2 separate regions of the Triticum aestivum genome follow, and region 2 is linked to region 1. A link is a contact called in public Hi-C data. All regions are on one chromosome and are shown on one strand. Each heading gives the region's core, a stretch centred on a gene start, on an enhancer-like site or on the middle of the called end of the contact. The rest is flanking DNA. Distances are from core to core; before and after follow the strand shown.

What was found. A called contact is a pair of places that touch in the nucleus more often than the background predicts.
Region 2: a contact with region 1 is called in a Hi-C map of leaf, with 4 times the contacts expected there. The contact joins the promoter of LOC123085100 here to the enhancer-like site in region 1. A contact is called at or near these places in 3 of 5 Hi-C or Micro-C datasets (all in leaf).

What each region holds. Positions count from the first base shown.
Region 1 is chr4A:56,143,928-56,147,883 of IWGSC CS RefSeq v2.1, forward strand. No RefSeq gene overlaps it. Among protein-coding and RNA genes, the nearest start is that of LOC123085098, 33 kb to the left of the region's middle. Within about 2 kb of position 1,579, at least 1 of the 8 cell types and tissues checked has an H3K27ac peak or open chromatin away from gene starts, as enhancers often do. A contact at or near this core is called in leaf, where this site is marked.
Region 2 is chr4A:56,226,819-56,230,774 of IWGSC CS RefSeq v2.1, forward strand. LOC123085100 (branched-chain-amino-acid aminotransferase 2, chloroplastic) reads left to right here and starts at 2,078. Exons shown (of 7, transcript XM_044506681.1): 1 at 2,078-2,398; 2 at 2,625-2,698; 3 at 2,870-3,230; 4 at 3,351-3,581; 5 at 3,670-3,882. The coding sequence starts at 2,306.

The sequences.
Region 1 (3,956 bases), core at 329-2,828:
ATCAGCAAGCTCCCGGTCCTTTGTTAGTAGTGTTAACCACCCCACCATCCTCACCTGATGTGCTCAATTACACCGTTTTCCTTCTTTTGTTCTTCATCTTCATCTTTTTATTTTTTATTGGAACGATTATGTTTGGTTCTTTCATTCTTTTATATTTTTTTAACTTTTTGCTAATCGAAATGAACTTTTTTTAAAATCAATGAACTTTCACCAAAATCAATGATTTTTTTCCAAAATAGATGAGCTCCCTCAATAAACATTTGCTGGGAGTGTGGCGATGGAGCAAACGATCCACCCCGCCCATTGTGGCACGTACGAAAAAAAGGGCTAGGTCTTTTATGAAAAAATTGCCATTAACAAAAAATGAAATAAAATATTTTTCTGTCACAAGAAAAGACAAAAGAAGAACATAATGTACACCTGCCATGCTCTATTTTGTACAATGCCATGCTATACTCTATTAAAATGTTTTATCTAAATAAGTCCAATAAATTTGCCATGATATTTTTTAAACAAAGATGCCATCCTCATGATAGTAAAAATTTCATGCTCTCAAATAATAAAACTGTCATCCTGTTAATAATATACTACCATTCTCCTAAGACAATCTGCCATGTTGCTAATAATAAAATTGCCATGTTATTAATAATAAAACTACCATCCTCTTAATAATAAAAATGCCATGTTATTAATATGAAAAATATAATTCTCTTAAGAAAAAATGCCATGTTATTAATTATTAAATGACATGTTCTTAATAATAAAATTGCCATGTGAGAAGTTAAAAAAACCAGTTTCAAAATTGTCGTGAATAAGTGATAAAATTTGCCAAAAGCTTCCATGGGACATTACAAAAAGAGCTAAAAATGGCATGGTTTAGAATAAAAAACAATTGACATGCTACCTATAATTTGAAATGCATTTGGAAAGTTTATAAAAAAAATTGCTCTGTAAAATAGGAATTTTTGTTCTTTCAAACAAGAAAAAAAATCAGGATTTTACGAAAAAAATCAAATGAAAAATCAAACATAAAATTAATTTAGGTTTAAAATACATATAGTAGTTTAAACGGAAATATTTACAGCCCCCGCTTTAGTTGAGTGTAAGTGCCCTGCCCCCACGTAGGAGGTCGTAAGTTCAAACCCCCTCTCGGGCACCTGGTCATGCATTTTTTGGAGAAATAGGAAGAGAGAACGTTCCCCAGGGAACTGGAACGGCGGGGAAGGCGTTCGCTAGGGTCGGCCTCCCGACAACGCGGCAAAAAGGACTTTGCAAATATCGAAGGGAAACCATGGTGAACCTACTCGTTCTTGCCCGTCGGTGTTACCTCCGTGAGTCCGTGTCCATGTGGAGCTGCAGCTACCGTTCAACACGGAGACTTTGATTTCTGCAGCCATAAGTTCATGGCCTAGTGTACTCGGAATCTGTCACTTGCGTTCTCCATGGCCCGTCCAACATTGCCACCGCTGCACCACCTGCATTTGTCCTCACGCGCCTGTAACTGTAAGGGTGCGAAACTTTGCGGCCATGATTGTTCCGCTGAGTTGCTGATGAGATGCCGATGCCGAATGCCGATGCTGACTAGTGTGGTCGTATTTGTTCTGCTCATGACATGTACAAGCCAAACGTGATTTGTGCTGCAAGCCTGCAACATGTCTGTCCATTTTGTGGGTTTGTCTGCTACAAGAACGAAAGAAGCGGCCGAAAAGTGAGAGCTCGGGAAGCTGCCATCAACAGCCCAAGTTGATGCCAGGCGTACTTTTCCAAAGTCTTTGGGCACCACACTGGCCACACAAGTTCGTGCGCTTTTAAAGTTTTTTCTGCATTTCAAACTACCATGTCCAGCATTTCGAGACCATGTAGGAGAAGCCGACGAACTTAATAAGAAGGAGAATATCCAAATTAACTCTTGTCGGCTTCCAGTTGTTTGCTAGGGCCGATCGACCGAATCTCGACACTTGTCTATTCAACACTCCTGTTGGAGTACAATTGACCTATTTAGGAATCTTTGAACCACAATTTTTTTTGCGGGTGACCTTTGAACCACAATTGATTCGGGTGCTGCCCATTTTTAGCACTACTCAGGCCCGGTCCAGACATGCGAGGGGGCCTGGTGGGAGATAATAAAAATCATTTTTTTCTTTTTTTATCTAAAAAAGTTTTTTTCTTTTCAATTTTTTTCATGAAAAGTTCTTGTGCACGTCATATATAGAAATACAAGACAATTTACATTTCTTATTCCACTGTTATACACATTACAAAACACAAAACGGTTCTCTCAATTCAGGAAAACTACGACATGCTCCGAGGACGGAACATTTTAACCGAAATCACACCGCATGCTCATATCTGCATACTAATACAAAATCATCTTCTATCTACAATAGAGGTTGCACCGGACACATAAAGTATGCGGCAAGATTTAACCCTAATCAATGTTGTTTCATGAGTTTGTCAATGTTCATGTTGTCCTTTTTTGAAATACCTAAGAGCATCTACAACATGACTTTGCAAATCTGGTCCCTTAAATGCCTGCGGACGCGCCCACGTGGACACTGACCTATCACGCCTCAAATAATGCAATTCACATCTGGGTACCTCAAATTAGAAACCTCAAATCCATATTATTACATGCAACGTAGCAACCTTTAAGAGGAGCTCATCCGGTTGCCGTGGCATTGTTCGGCGGCCGGATGCACTCCACAGAGTGTTGGCCCGGTCGCCGGCAAGGTATAGTAGGGCATGAGACACGAGCCGGCTCACGGGACTCAAGGCGTCGCCGTCTCCCATTCCCTACTCTTCCTCGTCGGAGCCGGGAACCCGTTGGGTGCCGGTGGACATAAGATCGATGATGGATTCGTCCTGGGACGAGCCGGCGACGTCCACCACGATGCGGTTGCGGTGCCCGAACTGCTGCACCATGCATCGGAGAATGCGACTCCGCCTCGTCGACGTCCACCGCCACGAGAGCCGCCGCCTCCCGCGCCCGCTGCCTCACACGGGCACGCCATGCTAGGTTCTCGTCGGACGAGGCCCATGGTGCGTCGCGATGCTCGGCACGCCTACAGAGGCGTTGCGCGTCCGTCATCGCGTTCAGACGCCACACGGACCGCACCGCCTCTGATGAGGCAGCGATGGCACACCTAGCGCTGGATCCATGCGCCATTTGGGCAGACGCAATGGATTCCGACGGAAGGAGTCCGAGCGCTGTCGGGCACTGGCCTCCTCCCGGGAGCGGCAGAGCGCAAGCCGGACGGACATCTCTTCCTCGGGGCCGCATGGGATGAGCTCGGGGTCGATGGATCTAGAGGTGAAGTACTCGAATCCACTGCCCGCCATGCCGGAGACCGCCGGAGATGAGCTTGGGTAGCGGAGGGGAGTGGAGTGAACTAGCTAGGGTTTGGTACAACGAGCGGATGGGGAGAAATATATGTGGGGTCAGGTGTGTTTGGGAAACGCAGTATTTCAAAAAATCTCATACAATCACGCAAGATCTATCTAGGGATGCATAGCAACGAGAGGGGAGAGTGTGTCTACGTACCCTCGTAGACCGAAAGCGGAAGCATTGAATAACGTGGTTGATGTAGTCGAACGTCTTCGCGATCCAACCGATCAAGTACCGAACGCACGACACCTCCGCGATCTGCACACATTCAGCTCGGTGACGTCCCTCGAACTCTAGATCCAGCTGGGGCCGATGAAGAGTTTCGTCAGCATGACGGTGTGTTGACGGTGATGATGAAGTTACCGATGCAGGGCTTCGCCTAAGCACTACGACAATATGACCGAGGTGGAAATCTGTGGAGGGGGCACCGCACACGGCTAAGAAATCAACTTGTGTCTCTATGGGGTGCCCCCTCCCCCGTATATAAAGGAGGGGAGGAGGGGGGCGGCCGACCTCATGGTGCGCCCCCAAGGGGGGATTCCTACTCCTACTAGGAGTAGGTTTCCCCCCT
Region 2 (3,956 bases), core at 828-3,327, 83 kb after region 1:
CCATCGTGCTCCATATGGATATGGATGCTGCGGTGACTACATGCAAACATAGATTCATCAAAAAGGCAGCCTACATATTTTTCTTACATGTGTGTTTCACATGTCATTGACTACAATGGTTCTTCCCAAAAATCCAATATTCAGAACACATTTGTTTCAGACCTCAGTTCAATTTTATTCCCCACCTCAACGATGGAAGTATTTTAGTATTAGATTTCAATATCGATTTCAACTAGGTTTTCAACTAGGATTTACAAAATGGATTTCAAGAAGGATTTACAAGGATTCTCTACTAAACTATGAGCTCTTCCTCCTCATTGAAGTGACTTCACAGGCAGGGGTGGCTTCAGCTACCGTGACTTCCGTGGCCACGCGGTCGACGAACGCATGTGTGTCCTGGATACAGGATAAGGCCAAAGTCTTGAATAGTGGTGTTCATTTCTGCCAGATGGCATCGACATGTGGTAAAAGTACTCAAGGGCGGCGGGTAGGCGAGCACCGCCGTCGACTGATTCTGCCTTATGGCGCACTTCGTCCTCGACCCACTCAGAGAAGTCTCACGCCCTCTCCAAGATCTCTCTCTCTCTCTCTCTCTCTCTCTCTCGGCGCAGTCCCCTTCGGTCTCACCGGGAAAGGTCCACGGGGAGGGCGTGGCCACACCCGAATGGTGGAAGAGAGAAGAGGGGTAGTGGCCGACGAAGGGAGACGATGGGATGAGTGTGCCGACGCCAGGGATCGGGGAAGAGAGTGAATATGGTGGCATCGACAAAGGGCTCTGATGGGGGTTTATACCCACAAATGGGCGCGTTTCGATGGGAAACGAGGGATGGGGATTTGCCACGTGCGGGTGGGAAACAAGTGTGAAATGCGGCGACGGTCATTAATTGATGCTCTTCCCAGTGGACAAATGGGTGCGGCATCCGCAGGGGTGAAAGCGGCAGTTGTACGTACGGCGACGCCATTGACGGGGTTGCGCGGGGGACTAAGAGGTTGTGCTAAAACTTCCCTACGCCATTGACGGGGCTGCGTGGATGACGACTTTGTCAGAGTCTTAAAAACAGTTCCTACCAAAATTACCATATCGACAAGTTAAGATATCAATCACACCGATATACCACTAGAAAAATCAGGCTGATATAACAACAATGCTAGAATTGCTAGGGCCATGGGGCATGGTGAATCCCGGCACTTGCCGGTGGGAGGGCTCCGTTTGTATATGTTTCTTTGAATTTTGTTTGGTTTTGTGTGTCTTGCTCAGGAAGGTGAGACGACGGCAGCTTTCTGAAGATGGAATAAGGTTCTCCCCGCTCGTCTCGGTGGTGCGTCTAGCATGGTCGGATGGTGTGTGGATGTCTGTCTCTGGCGGATCTCACAGAATTCGGTCGGGGATTGTCTTCGGTGGATCTGCTCAGATCCGGTCTTCGGTCATCTACGTTCATGCGGCTTCAGGTTGGATCCTTCCGATCTATATCTCTCTTCATCAGCGGTGTTTGCTGTTCTGGTGCGCTGGTCCTATATGACCTTGACATGATGACTTCTCGACTATCTACTACAACAAGTTATGTCCGGCACCGACAAGGGAGGGACGGTGACAGTAGCGCGCCTTCGGCTCACTTCAATTCTTGTATTTACCGCTAGGTGGTCTATGGATTTGACTGTATCTTTTATTATTTCTGATGTTCATTCTAATGCTATAATTAAAGATGAATACAGAATGGAAGTATTTTCGGGAAAAAATTAGCTCGGCAGACGCCATCACGCCTTACACGCGGCAGAGCAGCGCGACTACGACTTCCTCGTTCCCAGGAGGTGCCGTGCCAGGCGCGGCTGTACTCCGTCACTGCCTCGCGGGGTCCACTCAGTGCCTGGGCCCACGGGTCAATTGCCATCTCCGTCGATGGTTTTTGTCTCCATCCAGGAGAAGCAAGTTTGCTGCTCCTAGAGCTTCGGCGCACGCTGGATCCCCCGTAACAGGAGTCCCGAAACAGGGCACAGTCTTTGTCAAACATCCGCCAAATATCTTTGCCAAACATTACCGTATCCTGCTAATGCATGTGTTAGCTCGCCATAAAAAACCAATGCATGTGGCCTTCTATAAGGGTCGGATACAGCACGGCAGATCCAACGCTTTGCCAAATTCTCCACGACCTATATAGAAACCTCTTCACGAACACTTTGCCATTTTAACTCACTGGTATAGGCGCTGCGCTCTCGTAGCGGGCTGTGTATAGCTTTGCGAACCATTGCTCGCCGTGAAGGGTCGAGTTCTTGAACAGCTTTGGCGATCGCGGGCGTACGTGCGTGCATGGCTGTGCTGTCGTCTGCGAGGCGCCTCCTCCCGTGGGGCCGCGCCCCGGCCGGCGGGGTCAGCGGCGGCCTCCGAGCTCTACTCGGGACGGTGCGTACCCGCGCGCTTCTCGTGCTTTTACAGTTGAGATCCCCGTCTACAAAGCATGGCCGCCGGGCCTGGCGCTTCTACTCTTCTTGTTTCCGTTGCGAGAGAAGAAGAGCATTTTCCCGTCTACTAAGATTTATCCATGTCCACGATGCTCTCACATCCTGCCTCCATGAGGACGATGATGAGGTCGATCGGAACTCACAGTAGGCGCCTTCTCGGTGTGCAGGACGGAGGCGGCGGCCGCTCTCTTCTCCCGTCCCGGTGGAAGTCGTCGCAGCCGCAGCTGGACCCCGTCGACAGGTGCGTGAGTGGCATGCAGGCTCATCGTTCCTTTCCGTGATTGGTTTCGATTCGTTTGCAGTTTGATCGATCGCCAATGGCTTTTAACATTTTGCGCCGTTCGTCACACTCAAACTTAACGCTTGAGCTGTCGCCACCGGGGCATCCGTGTGCGGTTTGGCTTGGCTGCAGGTCCGACGAGGAGGGCGGCGGCGACATCGACTGGGACAACCTCGGCTTCGGGCTCACCCCGACCGACTACATGTACGTCATGCGGTGCTCGCAGGAGGAGGGCGGCTTCTCCCGCGGCGAGCTCGCCCGCTACGGCAACATCGAGCTCAGCCCCTCCTCCGGCGTGCTCAACTACGGGCAGGGGCTGTTCGAGGGGCTCAAGGCGTACCGGAGGGCGGACGGGCCCGGGTACATGCTGTTCCGGCCGGAGGAGAACGCGCGGCGGATGCAGCACGGCGCCGGGCGCATGTGCATGCCGGCCCCGTCCGTCGAGCAGTTCGTGCACGCCGTCAAGCAGACCGTCCTCGCCAACAGGCGCTGGGTACGTACAACGTGGTGACCATCGGTGTGTCCTTTTATTCACGTGAGTGCACGCCATGCTCATGAGCCCTCCATGGCTGATCTCCGCACCGCAACCACCGCTGTCCTACGTTGGTTTCAGGTGCCGCCGCAGGGAAAGGGGGCGCTGTACCTCAGGCCGCTGCTCATCGGGAGCGGGGCGATCCTCGGGCTGGCGCCGGCGCCCGAGTATACCTTCATGATCTACGCGGCGCCCGTGGGCACATATTTCAAGGAAGGCATGGCGGCGATAAACCTGCTGGTCGAGGAGGAGATCCACCGCGCCATGCCGGGCGGCACCGGCGGGGTCAAGACCATCTCCAACTACGCGCCGGTAAACATCTTTCAGCCGGTAAATATCATCTTCGGGTGAATTTCCAGAAAATGTGACTGACCGGCCAGTGTTTTTATCCCATCGTCAGGTGCTCAAGGCGCAGATGGACGCGAGGAGCAAGGGGTTCGCGGACGTGCTGTACCTGGACTCGGTCCACAAGAGGTACGTGGAGGAGGCCTCCTCCTGCAACCTCTTCGTCGTGAAGGGCGGCGCCGTCGCGACGCCGGCGACGGAGGGGACCATCCTGCCGGGGGTCACGCGTCGGAGCATCATCGAGCTCGCCAGAGACAGCGGCTACCAGGTCGATCGATCAATGCACTCCACGTCCACCACGACTGTCCACCACCCAACTGCGCCGATAACAACGGACTGAAG